2 separate regions of the Mus musculus genome follow, and region 2 is linked to region 1. Evidence: chromatin contacts called from public HiChIP or PLAC-seq data. All regions are on one chromosome and are shown on one strand. The core of a region is the stretch at or near the end of the contact, and the rest is flanking DNA. Distances in the headings are between cores, read along the strand shown.

What was found. HiChIP or PLAC-seq counts read pairs in DNA pulled down with a chosen protein or histone mark.
Region 2: a FOXA1 HiChIP or PLAC-seq map of pancreatic cancer cells shows a contact between it and region 1. The contact joins the promoter of Ccdc125 here to the enhancer-like site in region 1. A contact is called at or near these places in 4 of 39 promoter capture datasets (the HPC-7 cell line, HPC-7-derived erythroid cells, hippocampal neurons and 1 more), 7 of 115 datasets of contacts at active chromatin or transcription factors (embryonic forebrain, embryonic stem cells, extraembryonic endoderm stem cells and 2 more) and 4 of 9 other capture datasets (adipose tissue, embryonic stem cells, liver and 1 more).

Annotation. Positions count from the first base shown.
Region 1 is chr13:100,459,191-100,466,518 of GRCm38.p6, reverse strand. It overlaps a transcript of Gtf2h2 not described here. Among named protein-coding and RNA genes, the nearest start is that of Naip1, 10 kb to the right of the region's middle. Within about 2 kb of position 2,833, at least 34 of the 459 cell types and tissues checked have an H3K27ac peak or open chromatin away from gene starts, as enhancers often do. A contact at or near this core is called in pancreatic cancer cells, where this site is marked.
Region 2 is chr13:100,664,968-100,672,295 of GRCm38.p6, reverse strand. It overlaps Ccdc125 (coiled-coil domain containing 125), which reads right to left and starts at 2,815. Exons shown (of 12, transcript NM_183115.5): 1 at 2,445-2,815. It overlaps Ak6 (adenylate kinase 6), which reads right to left. Exons shown (of 5, transcript NM_027592.3): 5 at 5,881-6,469. The coding sequence ends at 6,277.

The DNA of each region.
Region 1 (7,328 bases), core at 1,584-4,083:
AAAAAATATTTATGGCTCTGTGGGATATTCACCAGAGGAGACTGCTCAGACGTGGGTTTAAGTTTTTATTACCCGGCTGGGTACACAAATGGGTGCTCAGGATCCCAGTGTAGCACTGAGCCTTTTTCAGGATGATCTTTTAAGCACAAAAACCATGTTGTGGATTGACATACTTCAGTTAACGAGACCCAGAAGCAGAACTGGAGAAACGAAATAGTGTATTTTGAGACTTTCCCAGGACTAAATGGAGTTTGATGGATGAGGCCTTTGTTTCAGTTTTGGCAGATGGTGCTGTCTTAAGTGCTGAGGGTATGACCCGAATGGCACTTCTATCATGGAGTCAGTTGTGCTGAGGTCTCAGGGCCTACTAAGGTCTGAGCCCTTGTTTCAATGGCCACTTTTTTTGTTTTTGTTTTTATATTTCAGACTGTCCTTTCTGTTTATTTGCCAGTTTGTTGACTGGCAGTTTTTATTCCCTTAGTATTTTCTGCAATTCTTTGTAAATTCCAGAAATTTGCCCCTTGTATGAAGTGTAGCTGGTAAAAGTTTCTCCTGTTACAGGTAACTGCTGTCTTTTTTCCTTGTAAGATATGTTTCTAGCACAGTCAGAATAGTCTTTATCTCCTACTCCTACCATGCTTAGAAGAAAGACTTTGAATGTCTCCTCTTGAAAAGTTACCAGAGCCAGTCTGCGATGACACACACCTTTAATCCTAACACTTGGGAGGCAGAGGCAAGTGGATCTCTGTGAGTTCAAGGACAGCCTGGTCTACAGAGTATAAGTTCCAGGACAGCCAGGCCTATACAGAGAAATGTCTCAAAAAAGTAAAACCAAACAAACAAACAAAAAAAGGAAGAAGAAATAAAAGTCACCAGGATGTATTAGAGACTGTGGTAGCTAGTTTTTAAAATTTTTTCTTATTCTCTTTTATATCTCTGACCCAAGTTTTTCCTCCCTTCTCTCCTCCCAGCCCCACCCCCGAATTCTCTCCTCGAGTCCCCCCCCACCCACCCCCAATTCACATCTACTCCATTTATATTCAGAAAGGGCAGGACTCCTATGTATATCAACTAAACTTAGCATTTCAAGACTAGGCACCCCCAATTGTCACCTTGTTGAAATACAGAATCACCTCAGGAGAGAGCCTCATTTGGGGAGTTATCTAGATCAGCTTGCCCTGTAGTCATGTATAGATGTAGAATTATCTTGCTAATTGATGCAGGAAGACCCATTCTCTGGCATGGAGTTCTGAATTAGCTTGATGAGCAAGCTAGCAGGAGCATGGGTGCATTTATTTCTGTCTGATTTTGACCATGGGTATGGTGTGACTGGCTGGCTCAAGCTTCCCAACTGGTGACCTCCTTGCTGTTAAGGACTGGAATTTTAGCCAAACCCTTCCCCCCTTTGTTTTGCTTTCTGTTGGAACATCTTATCACCTCAACAGAAGTGAAATCAGAACAAAGACCTAAACTCATTGTCAGAGGGGATAGTCCCAGTTTTAGATTTCATTTCCATGCTTGATAAGGTTACGATGAATATTGTCGCAATGCTTCAAAGGGAATTTACTTTTTCATAATCATTGAGAGAAGTCTTGTTTAAAGATTACAGAAGTAGAAGCTGGGTGTGTTTCTCAGCATAAGAGCACATGTTTAGTGTGTGTAAGGGCCTAGTGTCCATCCCTAGCACAGAGAGAGACAGAGACAGAGAGAGACAGAGACAGATAGAGACATAGACAGAGACACACACAAAGAGAGACACAGAGAGAGAGAGAATGGTAATCAAACTTGGGTCTTTAATTTCCTATTTCCTTCTTGTAACTTCATAATATATTATTTTGGTGTTCTTTCACTAAGTGTGTACTTTCTTGGGGAAGGGGTCATGTATTAGGGACTCATGTCAAATGTGCACATTTTCCTTTCTTTTCCTTGAGTGCTGTAGTTTAAACAGTCTCCTGTATGCTAGATAAGCATTCTATCCTGAATTAGTCCTAAACCCTTCATATTCTTGTCATTTAGTCTGACAATTTTTATCTTTTAATTAAAGCACTTAGTCCATTTACACTTAGTATATAAATTAAATTAATATGTAGTACATATTAATATTAAATATACTTAGTACCCTTATATTCAAGTGTACATGTAACCACTGATTCTTTGGGGAGTCAAACTATACATTGTGGTATTGGTTTAAACCATTGCATCTTCTGAATTGTATTTTTAAACGTTCTAAATTTTTCCTAATTAGTTAGAAACTTGTATGTTGTTTTTATTCTTTAGTGGAATTTCTAAACTTGAGTTCCCTAGAAAATAACATAAGGCAAAGATAAAGTATTGTTACTTCATTTGAGAGGTGCCACCTGGGGATTGGTGTTGAGGAAGAACAGGGAAAATGCAAGGGGAAATACTGTGTGGTCCAGTGTGTTAGCATGGTGGCCTCAAGCTGTGAGTAGATGCAGGCACTTCCTGGCAAATGTGCCTTCTTGGAATGTGCAGTTATAAAGAGGGCCACAAGGAAACATCTCTGAGCAGCCTAGAGAAGGGAGAGAAAAATAGTCAGTCTATCTGTCTGTCTGTCTGTCTGTCTGTCTGTCTGTCTGTCGTGTGTGGAGGTGGAGGTGGTGCATGCTTGCCTTCCCTTGCATGTTGGAGGTCAGAAGACAACTTAGAGCTAACAGTTTCAGCCTCCACCATGTAGGTCCAGGCATGGAACTCAGGGTGTCAGGTTTGGCAGCAAACTCCTTTATCTGCTGAGCCATCTTGCTGGTGTGAGCCACCACACCTAGTTTTATGTGATGCTGGGAATGAAACCCGAGGGTGTATACTTGTGAGTCATGCACTCTCCCATCTGAACTACATGCCTGGTTCTCATTTTAATAGTGTGGTATTGTATACAGCTCTGAAAGGTACAGTGACAAATCAGGACAGGTAGGCTTGGTGACTTCAGGTTGGACTCCTGTCAGCAAAGGAAGCTGAGCCAGGGCAGCAGTGCTGGAGTAGAGAAGGTAAGCCTCAGCTCTGAGAAGACAGGGCTCAAGGGGATCGAGAAGGCGGCGTCAGGAGCTTCCCTCTGATCATCATACAGCACGACAACCAAAGTTAATATGTCCCTTCCTCCCCCACAGACAGTAAAAGGATCAAAAGAACCTTCATTCATTTGACTCCTTCCTCAAATATAATTATTATATATCTCATTCTTTTTCTGTTACACAAGACATTAATATGCTTTAATCAGTTACTGTTTGTTAAGATGTAATGTATTTACCACTTTCTTGGCTCTTCATTCCTTTAAGGTCCATTTAAGATTTCTCTTTTTTTAAATTTTAATCATAGTAACATTCAAAATGTAGTATATGCTATATATTTAAGTGAGTAAAAATAATATAATCAAAAGAAATACTGGGAACTAGTACAAATCATTAAGTCTAAATAAAAGATCAACAGAATTTATAAATCTTGAAGTAGATTGATCAATAAAATAGAAGACCAAATTACTAACATCCAGAAAAGGATAATGGCTGACGAAAGGGCTCAGAGGCAAATGCCACTAGGCCCAGTGACCTGAGTTCAGTTTCTGGGGCTCACAAGGTAGGAGGAAAGTGATTGCTGCAAGTTGCCCTCTGGCATCCACACATGTGCTGTAGGGAAAAGATAAATAAAAGATGATCTAGGTAAGATGGTGAACTCCTGCAATTACAGCATTTGGAAAGCTGAGACAAGGCAGTTGCCTCCAGTTCAGGGTCATCTTGAGTTAAGGTAAGATCTTGTGCCAAAAAAACCAAAACAAAACAAGAAATGAAAGATACAATTCTAAAATGTCAAAATTTACATATTTATTCCCCAAAGACATATTTTGTCCTATGACAGTGTAGTGACACATGTCTTTAATCCTAACACTTGGGAAACAAAGGCAGGCCTGGTCTACATAGTTCCAGCACAGCCAGCGTCTATCTAGAGAGACTGTCTCAAAAAAAAAGAAAACAGACAAAAAAGCATCTCTTCTTTTTACTAGTTCTCAGGTTCTGTTGTAATCCTTTTTAGTTGTGTAAGTTGTTTGACCTCAGCATCCCTTTCCCTTTAAAGAGACACAGTATGAGCTGGGTATGGTGGCATACTCCTTCAATCCCAACATTGGAGAGGCAGAGACAGAGACAGTGACAGTTCGATATCTTAGTTTGAGGCTAGCCTGTCTATATAGCAAGTCTCAAGACAACTAGAGCTACTGTATACGAGATCTGTTTCAAGAAAGGAAACATGAAGGGGAGAGTCAGTTTCCCTTAAGCGTATGGAGTATGTCCACTGTTAGGCGGACCACATTCCATTGGGTGTTACCAGGAGTATATGGTAGTACAAATTAGACTTGAATTATTTTTAAAAAAGACACAAAGTTGAGGGTTAAGGATGGATCTGGGAGGAGTATGTGGTGAATATGCCCAAATTGCATTTTTTCAGAGACAAAACATTTGTTGAAAAAAGCAGAGCTTCAGCTATTCACTAAAAAGAGCAGTAAGCATTTTTGCAAGATTATGACACAGCTTCCTCCTTATACCCATGTCCAGGTCCATCTCTGTAATGGTTAGAAAATTTACACCATGAAGCAGCATCCTGAATGTGGAGAAAGAAGGGCACTACCAGCCGTTTGGGAAATATGTTAGTGGAATCTCCAGACCTTCAGTAAGTTACAGGGTTTAGGAGAAAGTCAGGGAGTTTTGGGTTCCTAGGCTATATGAAGAAACAAAGGACCACAGGGCTAGTTAGCCTGCTGGGGAGTACTCTTAGTGCCTTAACCGTTCTTGTGGGTTCAGATTTACAAGACAGAGGACTCATTTGTTTAACTCTTCTCTGGGGAGAGGTTATTACAAGATGGACTGTGGGCTCTGTTGACCTGTGTGAATTGCTGCTTGAGTCACACCTCACAGCAGGATCCTAGAAACAATGCACTTCCTTTGTTATTTATTAATTACTCACCAGACCTTAGACATTGTACATCAAGAGTTAAAGCAGTAGGGATACACATAATGAAGACAGTGTCAGTGCCAGTGGAAGACCCATAAAGGAGTTCATGTGAAAGTGCTAACAGTGTGCCAAGTGTTAATGGCGATGGCATTTATCCAAGGGAGGAGCTGTGCTGGGTCCGACTCAGGTTATGGCAGTGGGAAATTGTTGAAGATATGGGTCACCACTTAAGGAGACTGTTTCTGAGAAGCTGAGCATGATAGGAGGGAAGCTGCCATTTTTGCTTCACACTTGCTTGTGTCTTTTGAATTTTATCATAGACATTTGCTCAAAAGTTAGAATAAAGTATTTAAAATAAGGAAAATTATGGGTTGGCTTTAGGCTGTTCCTTTCCACAACTCCCTGCCATATTCTGGGAATGTTGTTCCTGTTGCTATATATTTTAAAAACAAATTTACTTGATTTATGAGTCGGGGTCTCCCTATATTGCCCAGATTGCTCTCAAACTCCTGGATACAAGTCATCTCCTTGTCTTGTTCTGAGTAGCTGGGTCTCTATATATTTATCATTAGCTTGATTTCAAAACCTGGTAATTTTTGTTTCTTTAAGTGTGCACATGTGCGTGTGAGTGTGTGTGTGTGTGTGTGTGTGTGTATAGTGTGGGTGTGGTTATGTGTCTGTGTAGGCCAGAGGACAATAATAATTTTTTTGGAAGTTATTCTTTGAAACAGGGTCTTTTATTGGCTTGGAAATCATTAATGAGGTTAAAATGGTTGAACAGTTATCCTAGGAATCCCCAGCCTTCCCCAAACTAGAGTTTTGGCTGTGTGCACCACACCCAGTGTTTTTATGTGGGTTTTAGGACATGAACACACACACACACACACACAGAGACACGATGTTAAAATTAAGTCACACTAAATATGTATTGTAAATATCTGACAAAGTACTGACATATTTAAAATATAAGAAAATTATTGTAACTCAATAATAAAACTAATTTTAAAGCGAGTAAGCTGGGTCTGGTAGTCCTGGCTGTGGCACATTTCTGGCAGTCGGATGGCTGTGTAGGTGTGTCAGCTACAGCAATGGAGGGACCCCTTCCCTAATGCAGGAGCTCTTACCCCTTCTCTGCTTCCCTTTAGCGCATCATGACTGATCAGCTAGCTGAAAACAAACTGCTGAACTAAAGAAGTTTTCTCCTTAGTGGATGAAGATGGAGATGGCAATGGGAACATGAACTTGGCCCTCCCATATGGTCACTGAAAAACCCCAACAAGCCAATTCAGGATATCCCAGAATCTTTACTCTGATGGAAAAAAAGAAGAAAGAAGAAAGAAAAAAAGAAGGATGCAAATCCTGTACCTCGCTTGGCCTGTGCTTCATTCAGTTCTTGCCTCCAGGCACCTGCTTTGAGTCCTTGCCTTGGCGCCCCCAGCGATGGACTGTTAGCTGTGAACCAAAAGAGCTCTTCCTTTTCTGAGCTGGCTATGGTTAAGTTTTATCACAGGAACAGAAAACAAACTAGGGCAGTGTGCATTTGAAAATGATCTTTTTCATGTGTACACATCTTGCTTAGGAAAGTGGTGTTAAAAAACATTACTTCAGGGCTGGAGAGATGGCTCATTGGTTAAGAGCACTGACTGCTCTTCCCAAGGTCCTGAGTTCAATTCCCAGCAACCACATGGTGGCTCACAACCATCCGTAATGAGATCTGGCGTCCTCTTCTGGGGTGTCTGAAGACAGCTACAGTGTACTCACATATAATAAATAAATAAATCTTTAAAAAAAAAAAAACAACTGTCTTCTTAAAACAAAACAAAACAAAACAAAAAAAACAAAACAAAAAAAACATTACTTCAAAACTCGAGGCGGGACAGGGTCTCTGGCTGTAGAAATCATACAATTCAGGATGGAACTAGGGCCTTCGCTCCATTGGCTTATTTAAGGACTTAGTCTTTGACTTTAGTGATCCCAGAGTTTACCTCAGACCCTCGTCTGTGGCTCCAGTGGTCCCAGAGATCACCTTGGGACCTGGCCTTTGATCTGAGCCATCTGAGAGTTCACCTCAGGACTCAAGTTTTGTCTGTAGTGGTCTCAGAGTTTATCTTGGAAAAGTACCTTAACTCCAGGGGTCCCAGATGTCAGTACAGCAAGGGTTTTGGTTTTAGCAGTCCCTGAGTTTATCTTCAAGCCAGAAATTTGGTTTTAGCACCTCTAGGGTTCACCATGGGCTAGGGCTTTTGTCTCTAGAGGTCCCAGCACTGACCATTGTGCAAAGGCTTTGGCTCCAAAGCTCTGAGAGATCACTGTAAGACTGAAGTTCTGACTCTTCTTCTAGGTCAGGACTTAATGTGAAACTGGCCTTTTGACTC
Region 2 (7,328 bases), core at 1,566-4,065, 210 kb before region 1:
TTGTTTTTTAAAAAATTTTTTTAAATGTAACTTTGATGGGCACTGGCCATGTAGTATTCATATGTGATGGTAAGAATTAAACTTCACTTTGGGGACACATGACTTCTTAGAATCACAAGCCTCCCAGTGAGTTTAATATGTCCGATATTAATCAGGGAAAGAGCAGGTTGTAGAAAGTGTGGCCTCGATGTCTGATCTCTAGCCTGATAAGAGTCATTGGCTCAAAAATGAATTTAGGTCTAATGACTGGACAGTGTCATTCGGTGAACCATGGGTAGGGTACAAGATGTAAATCTCTCTTTTATTTGGCAGATGTAATTGTCATCTTGGAGACTTACTGCTGACTATGCTCACCTTTCCTAGTTCTTTCTGAACTCTTGCTGCCTGATCCAAGTCAGTTCTGGCTCAAACTCCTCTCCAAACTGACTGATTCAATCTGGCTTCTCTCAGCTTCTCCCTGATTTGTTCTGCTTGGCCTCAAACTGACTCTGGCAGTTTGCTCTAATCTTCTGGCTTCTTCTCATTCTCAGCTACAGTAATCAAATAAATACGTTGAATTTCACTATTAAGCAGACTTGGTGGTATATATGACAAGGCACTCAAGAGGCTGAAGAAGAATACCAGCTGAGACCAACCTGGGCGACATAGTAAGATCGCATCCCCTCAGGAAAGGGAAGAATTTGTGTACCAGTTTATCTACTTTTTAAGTGAGATTACAACATATAAATTAAAAAAAAAATTTTTTAGAGTATTAAACTTCTGTTTATGTATCAGCATTTTGCAAAGCATATTCCATGGAACATTCCTCCACCCTATTAATATTTCTAGACATAAAAGGGTTCTTTTGATTTTGTTGAGAGATATTTTTCCTAATCCAAGAATACATGACTTGCCCAAATAACACAGATAACCGGTCAGTATAGCCAGGACTAGAAATCATATCCATCCCTGTCTGGTCCTCTGGACACTTGGGGAAGGGCAAGCATGAATAGACTGTCAGCAATATTCCTATTTTTCACTAAAATAACTGAAAAATAGTGACCTGCTGATTGCTAACGCCAAGATTTAGCCCCACCCCCAAAGCCTCTGTAGGAGCTCTGACACTTTAACTTCCCACATCTGCTCTCTGGGACACCAGGGCTTCTCAACCAAGCAACAAAGCAGCTCCTGCCCTTTTGCCAGGAGGGCCACCTCTGTGCCTTCCAAGGCTCCTTCTCTTCTGGCTCCTCCTGGATAGGCTGCCTTCCACTGTTACCACTCTTAAACACACGTTTCCAGCCGGACATTCTGCCTACAATCCTAATACAACTGAAACCAAGTTCGTTTCTTTCCCCACTCCCAATCCGGGTCTCTTCTAGGGTTCTCTATTTTGTCAAATGTGTCATCTATGTTTCAAAAGCATCAAGTAAATTTGGAATCAATTTCCCCCTTTCTCTTTGATCCTCACATGCCTTTAATCCCCAAGTCTTCAAGTCTCACAAATATCTCCCCAAATCATATCCTTTGCACTTGAATTTCCTAGTTGAATTTATGATAACTTCTGGCCTGAACCAACAGAGCCACCCTACACACCGTGCTGAGTCAATACTTTTTAAACAGATCTAAGGATGTCCCTCTCTTACCCTAACACATTCCATGGCTCCAATAAAGGTATGTCTCATTTGCTCACATCTAACAGATTCTCCAAGATATTTGTTGAAGCGAAATGAGAGAGGACACATTCCAAAGGGAAAAACTTAGGCAGCAGGATCTACCCCCACCAGCCTGACAACTTTGCTTTTAGCAAACAAGTTGATCAAACAGCTACCTACTTCCTGTCCTGTCCGGCTTGGTGGGGAAAAAACTAACATAAACCCTCCTTGGTGAACCATGAGCCGCTTCTCTTTGCTGTGGGCTGTATATATTAACTTTTAGCTTTAGAATAATTTTAGATTTACAATAAGTTGCAAAGATTTAGACCTCTATGCCCGTCACTTAAATTCCTCTAAAGTTAGCATCAGGGTACATTTATCAAAAATTGAGACAAAGACACCAGCGCAGGTTAAACTAAACCACACACTTCCGTAGATTTCCTGTTTTTCTCGAGGGCTTTTGTTCGTTCCTTTTTGTTTCAAGATATTGAAACCAGGATATTGCATAGCATTTAGTGCGTTACAGCTTTATGGCTCAAAACTAATAGTTAAATAATAGCAAGAAAAGACAGAAACAGAGTTTTTGAAATCGGTATTCTTCGGTGTCAGACCATTAATGGCTGGCTCTATGTGGGGAAAGGAGCCCTATTGCTAGTCTGACCACCACCTGCAGTTTCCACTCCTGGGCAGCTCGGCTCCATACCCTCCCCACCGCGGGTTCCCGGTGTCCTGGCCTGACGCTGGCACTCTGCGCATCCGTCCCAAGGATCGAACCTTCCGCTGCGCAGCCCGCGCGCCCCTTCAGAGGCTCACCCCACTCCGCCACGCGTCCTCGGGCCACGTGACTGCACGACCACCGCAGGGGACCCGAAAGGATCGCCAGGTCCGGGTGGGCCAGCGGCGCTTCAGCTCTCCTGAGCCCAGTATCCGTGCCTCCGTGCAACCGGATGTTAGCTGCCCTCCTCCAACTTCAGCTCCAAAGCCGGATGGACAAACCGACGGGCAAATAAAAGTCTGAGATTTAGAACAGACTGGGGCAAGGTGAGCGTCAATACATGGAAAATTATGAGTCCCAACCTTGGGACTTCAGGAACCCCCTAAGAGAAAAGTGTGCCGGAGCTGGGGTTCCCGGAGAGGTAGATCTCGGAACACCGGCTTTCGGCATTAGAAAGCCCGGTTAGGAACCCTGAAGGCAGCCTGGGCCAGAGGGAGCGCTGAAGCACAGGCGGAGCGGGAGGCAATGCCTGGAGAGCGACCCCTGCTCCTTTCCTATCACAGGTGCTACCTCGCACTAACCCATCCGCCATACTGGATCAACTTCATGACCTTGTTGAAATGGTTGTGTTCTAATTCTCTGTGCCAATACCCTTAACCGAAGACTTTGTTATTTTCAAACACTTTCCCAGGCTTGAAGATTACTCTGGTAGAAATAGACATCAGATCCTTCTCTGGCACTAATGAACTTCGCAGACTAGAGCCAGTCTAGTCTGTATTGTCCTTAGTTACTTAGACATGAGGAAAATCCGACTTAGAACGGATTTTATCTTGGGAGTCTTTCTCATAAACTTCATGCAATCACCTAGCTACGTGATTCTATACCTGTGTTGAAACTAGTGCACTACTTCCAGGAGTGGCTGTGTGAATTCAAAGCTCATTAAAAAACATGTTTCAGACTGCCGGCATACTAATATATGTTATCACTCATGTGTTTGTGATAGTAAAAATCTGCAAACGTATGTCCACCGGAAAATTGATTAATTAAAACTAATATATCAGGACTCCTGGGCATGGGGGCGGGCGGGTAGGGGGATGGAGAAAAGAAGACACCTGGTGTGAACTGCAAGGTCCATTAACACGTGCACACATGTACTTACATTCGTCTATTCTACAAATACACCGCACACACAAGCAACTCTTTTAACAGATGTGAAGTGTGTCTTTTTTTGAAGTGCTGGTAATCACAGTGAGCTTGTGACGGTTTGTTTGAGAATGGCTCCTATAAGCTTATATTTTTCGAATGCTTAGTCTCTGGTTAGTGGAACTACTAGGTTTGGGACCGATTAGGAGGTGTGACTTTGGTGGAGGGGGTGTGTCACTGAAGGTGGACCAGTCTCTCTCTTCTGCTTGTGGGTCAGGTGTAAGCTCTTAGCTACTGTTCCAGAGCGGTGCTCCCCACGATGATGGCCGTGGACTCACCATCTGAAACTGTAAGCAAACTTCCCAATCAGATGCTTTCTTTTATAAGTTGCCTTGGTCACGGTGTTTTTTCACAGCAGTAGAACAGTGAGTGACTAAGCCAGGTTTTGTACATCTAAACATTTGCCATCACTGAGCCACACCCCGAGACTACATTTAAGTCTCCAAATCTTTTTTTTTGTTTTTTGTTTTTTTTGTTGTTGTTGTTGTTTTCAAGACAGGGTTTCTCTGTGTAGCCCTGGCTGTCCTGGAACTCACTCTGTAAACCAGGCTGGCCTCAAACTCAGAAATCCGCCTGCCTCTGCCTCCCAAGTGCTGGGATTAAAGGTGTGCGCCACCACTGCCCGGCAAAGTCACCAAATCTTAAATCAGATTTTTTTTTTCTTCTTCTGTGACAGGGTTTCTTTATCCTGGCTGTCCTGGGACTTGCTTTGTAAACCAGTCTGGCCTCAAATTGAGAGGCCCATCTGCCTCTGCCTCCCTAGTGCTAGGATTAATGGCATGTGCCACTAATGCTGGGCTATTAAATCTGAATTTTAAGATGGTAAAAATTTATCTAAAATATAATTGAGAGGTTTGTATTTTCTGAGATGATACAATCCTCTCATAAATTAAAATACAGAGTATGTGTGTGCCCATGGAGGCCAGGGGACAACCTTGGAGACTATTCCTCAGGCACCTCACATCTTATTTTTAAGACATAAAATATTTAAAAAAATAAGACACCTTATTTTTAAGACTTCAGCCTGGAATGCATGAAGTAAGTAGGCTAGGCTAGCCCCAGAGCTAGAGAGCCACCTGTTTCCACCTCTTCAGCACTCAGTTAATAAGCAAGTGCCTGCCACCAAACCTATCTTTTTAAAAAGGTGGGTTCTGGGAATGGAAGTCTTGTCTTTGCAAACACTTTACTGATAGCCATTTTCTCAGTCCTATTACTATTTTTATAAAAAGTGTATATACACACATTTTATAGGCACCAAATCTCTGCAATATACCAGAAGCCAGTAACATTGTTTCCTAGAGGGAGGAGGGAGGTGATCTGAGTAAAGAGGTGGGCTAGAAGGCTAGTCTAACATTTATACCAAATTCTGTATACAGAACAAGTATCCAGGGTAGCTCCAGGGACAGATCTGACTAGGAGTGGCAAGGGAATGAAGACAGACAGACGGACGATAGACAGACAAGCGGGCTATGAGGTGGATTGGGCCCTGTGATGGAGAAACCTCAGCACCCTGTAGCTCCCCGTGTTGGGAGCTACTGCACACAGCTGAACTGTGCGGAGTTAGCACAGACAAGAAAGGAGGCAGTGGGTATGATAGGCAACTGGATCAAGGAGACAGATTGACCTAATCTCAGACCAGCCTCTATGCCATAAATACCCAGGGGAGAAAGTTATGGGGACATTTCTGCATGGTCAACATCCACATACACCACAGGAAGGCTTGCCATCCCTCTGAGCCTCAGCGGTGGGGTGGGATGAAGGCTCTCCTAGGGGTCTGAGGCTATGGGGTCCAGAGCGTGGCTCTGCCCATGGCTGGTACCCATGTACTCAGACTCCACTCACTGGGCTCTTCCTCGGCTCCCCACAGCCGCTAGTCCAAAGGGAAAACCCGTAGTGTGTGGTGTCAGCCGTCTTTCTTGACTTCTCTTACTCCTGCAGCCGCGGGCTGAACCCAGAGCTAGCCAATGCCAGCCATTTAGCTAGCCAGCTTGTCCCAGGGACTGTTCTGTCCCCATGCTGGGTTTACAACCCAAACGCTTGTCTTCATGCTTGCGCGGTAAGCACTTTATCCACGGTACCATCTCACCAGCCCTCAAATTATTTAAGCCTACTTCTCATTGTGTGTGTGTGAGAGAGGGAGCGCACATGCCAGCGCGCATGCGTTAGTCGGACGATGAGACCCAGTGGGAGCTGGTTCTCTCGTCCGTCGTGTGTGTGTGGGGTCCGGAACTCAGGTCTCAGCCTTGGTCCGGTGCTCGTGCTTACTCGGCCATCTCAGCAGCCCCACCCCACCCCTCTAATTTTTTCAAAATAAAAGCAATACTGACCATGTATCTTTAATTTTCCATTTTTATCTAAGAGATCACCTACTATTAAAGAGATGTGTATCCATTGACCAGATTTATTATCAATTCAATTTGAAGACAACTTTTAATCTTTAATAAGTTATATTCATATCTGAGATTGTGTAAGGTTTCTCACGGAGAAAAAGAAATCCAGGCAGCAGCTAGAGCTGCGACACAAGCTTTCTTCTGCTCATCCTCCCGTGTTCCTACTATGTGGACTGAGTGACGGTAGCCAGGCTTTTTTTCTTTTTCTTTTTTCCCTTTGAAACAGAGCCTTACTGTGCAGCCCTGGCTGGCCTAGAACTCACTGTGTAGACCAGCTGCTGCCTCCTAAGATCTGGGACGATGGACGGAGGTGGTGCCTGGCTAGCCAGTGTCTAAGTTAAGGGTTATGATCTTTGACCCACTGCTCAATCCATTTTGAGATTTGGTTGATATTGTCCTCGAGCTGTTCTGGTTCATTACTGGGCAGCTGATGCACGATTTCTTCTTTGTAAGATGCTATGGCTTCTTCATAAAGAACTTGAAAAATCTCACACTGAATATTGTCTTGTAGTTTCTTCTCATTATAACCCCTGGAAGGCAAAGAGAGGTTAAGTAAACATACTAACTAAGCATTAACTATTGCTTCAAGAACAACCTAGAAACTGGACACTTTTTTGAATATATCAAAATTTACACAAAAATCCTCTCATACTCTCTTTACCCAGAGGAGACAAGCTAGCAACTATGAGAGATTTCTTTGACACAAGGGCTAACCTGAGAATTATGAGGCTGACATAGGTTTATTTAGATCAAGTGCTAATGTATTTGCTGCTCAAATAATTACCAATCAACTAGCCGGTAAACAAGTCCCTACCTCAACCCAGATTCTTGGCTAAATGAGATAAATAAAAAGACTCATAGTTGGGGCTGGTGAGATGGCTCAGTGGGTAAGAGCACCCGACTGCTCTTCCAAAGGTCCGGAGTTCAAATCCCAGCAACCACATGGTGGCTCACAACCATCCATAAGGAGATCTGACGCCCTCTTCTGGTGTGTCTGAAGACAGCTACAGTGTACTTACATATAATAAATAAATAAATAAATCTTTAAAAAAAAATAAATCTTAAAAAAAAAAGACCCATAGCAAGGATTTATGATAAAGACAGATAGTATACATAAGAGGGAAGTGTGGAGCTGGGTGTGGTGGCTCACGCCTTTGATCCCAGCACTCGGGAGGCAGAGGCAGGCGGACTTCTGAGTTCGAGGCTAGCCTGGTCTACAAAGTGAGCTCCAGGACAGTCAGGGCTACACGGAGAAACCCTGACTGGAAAAACAAACAAACAAACAAACAAAAAAAAAAAAAAAAAAGAGGGAAGTGTAGGATACCATACATCAATTGGATAACTCATTATAAAAATGTTATCTATAATTTAGTAATCCCAAAGGTAATA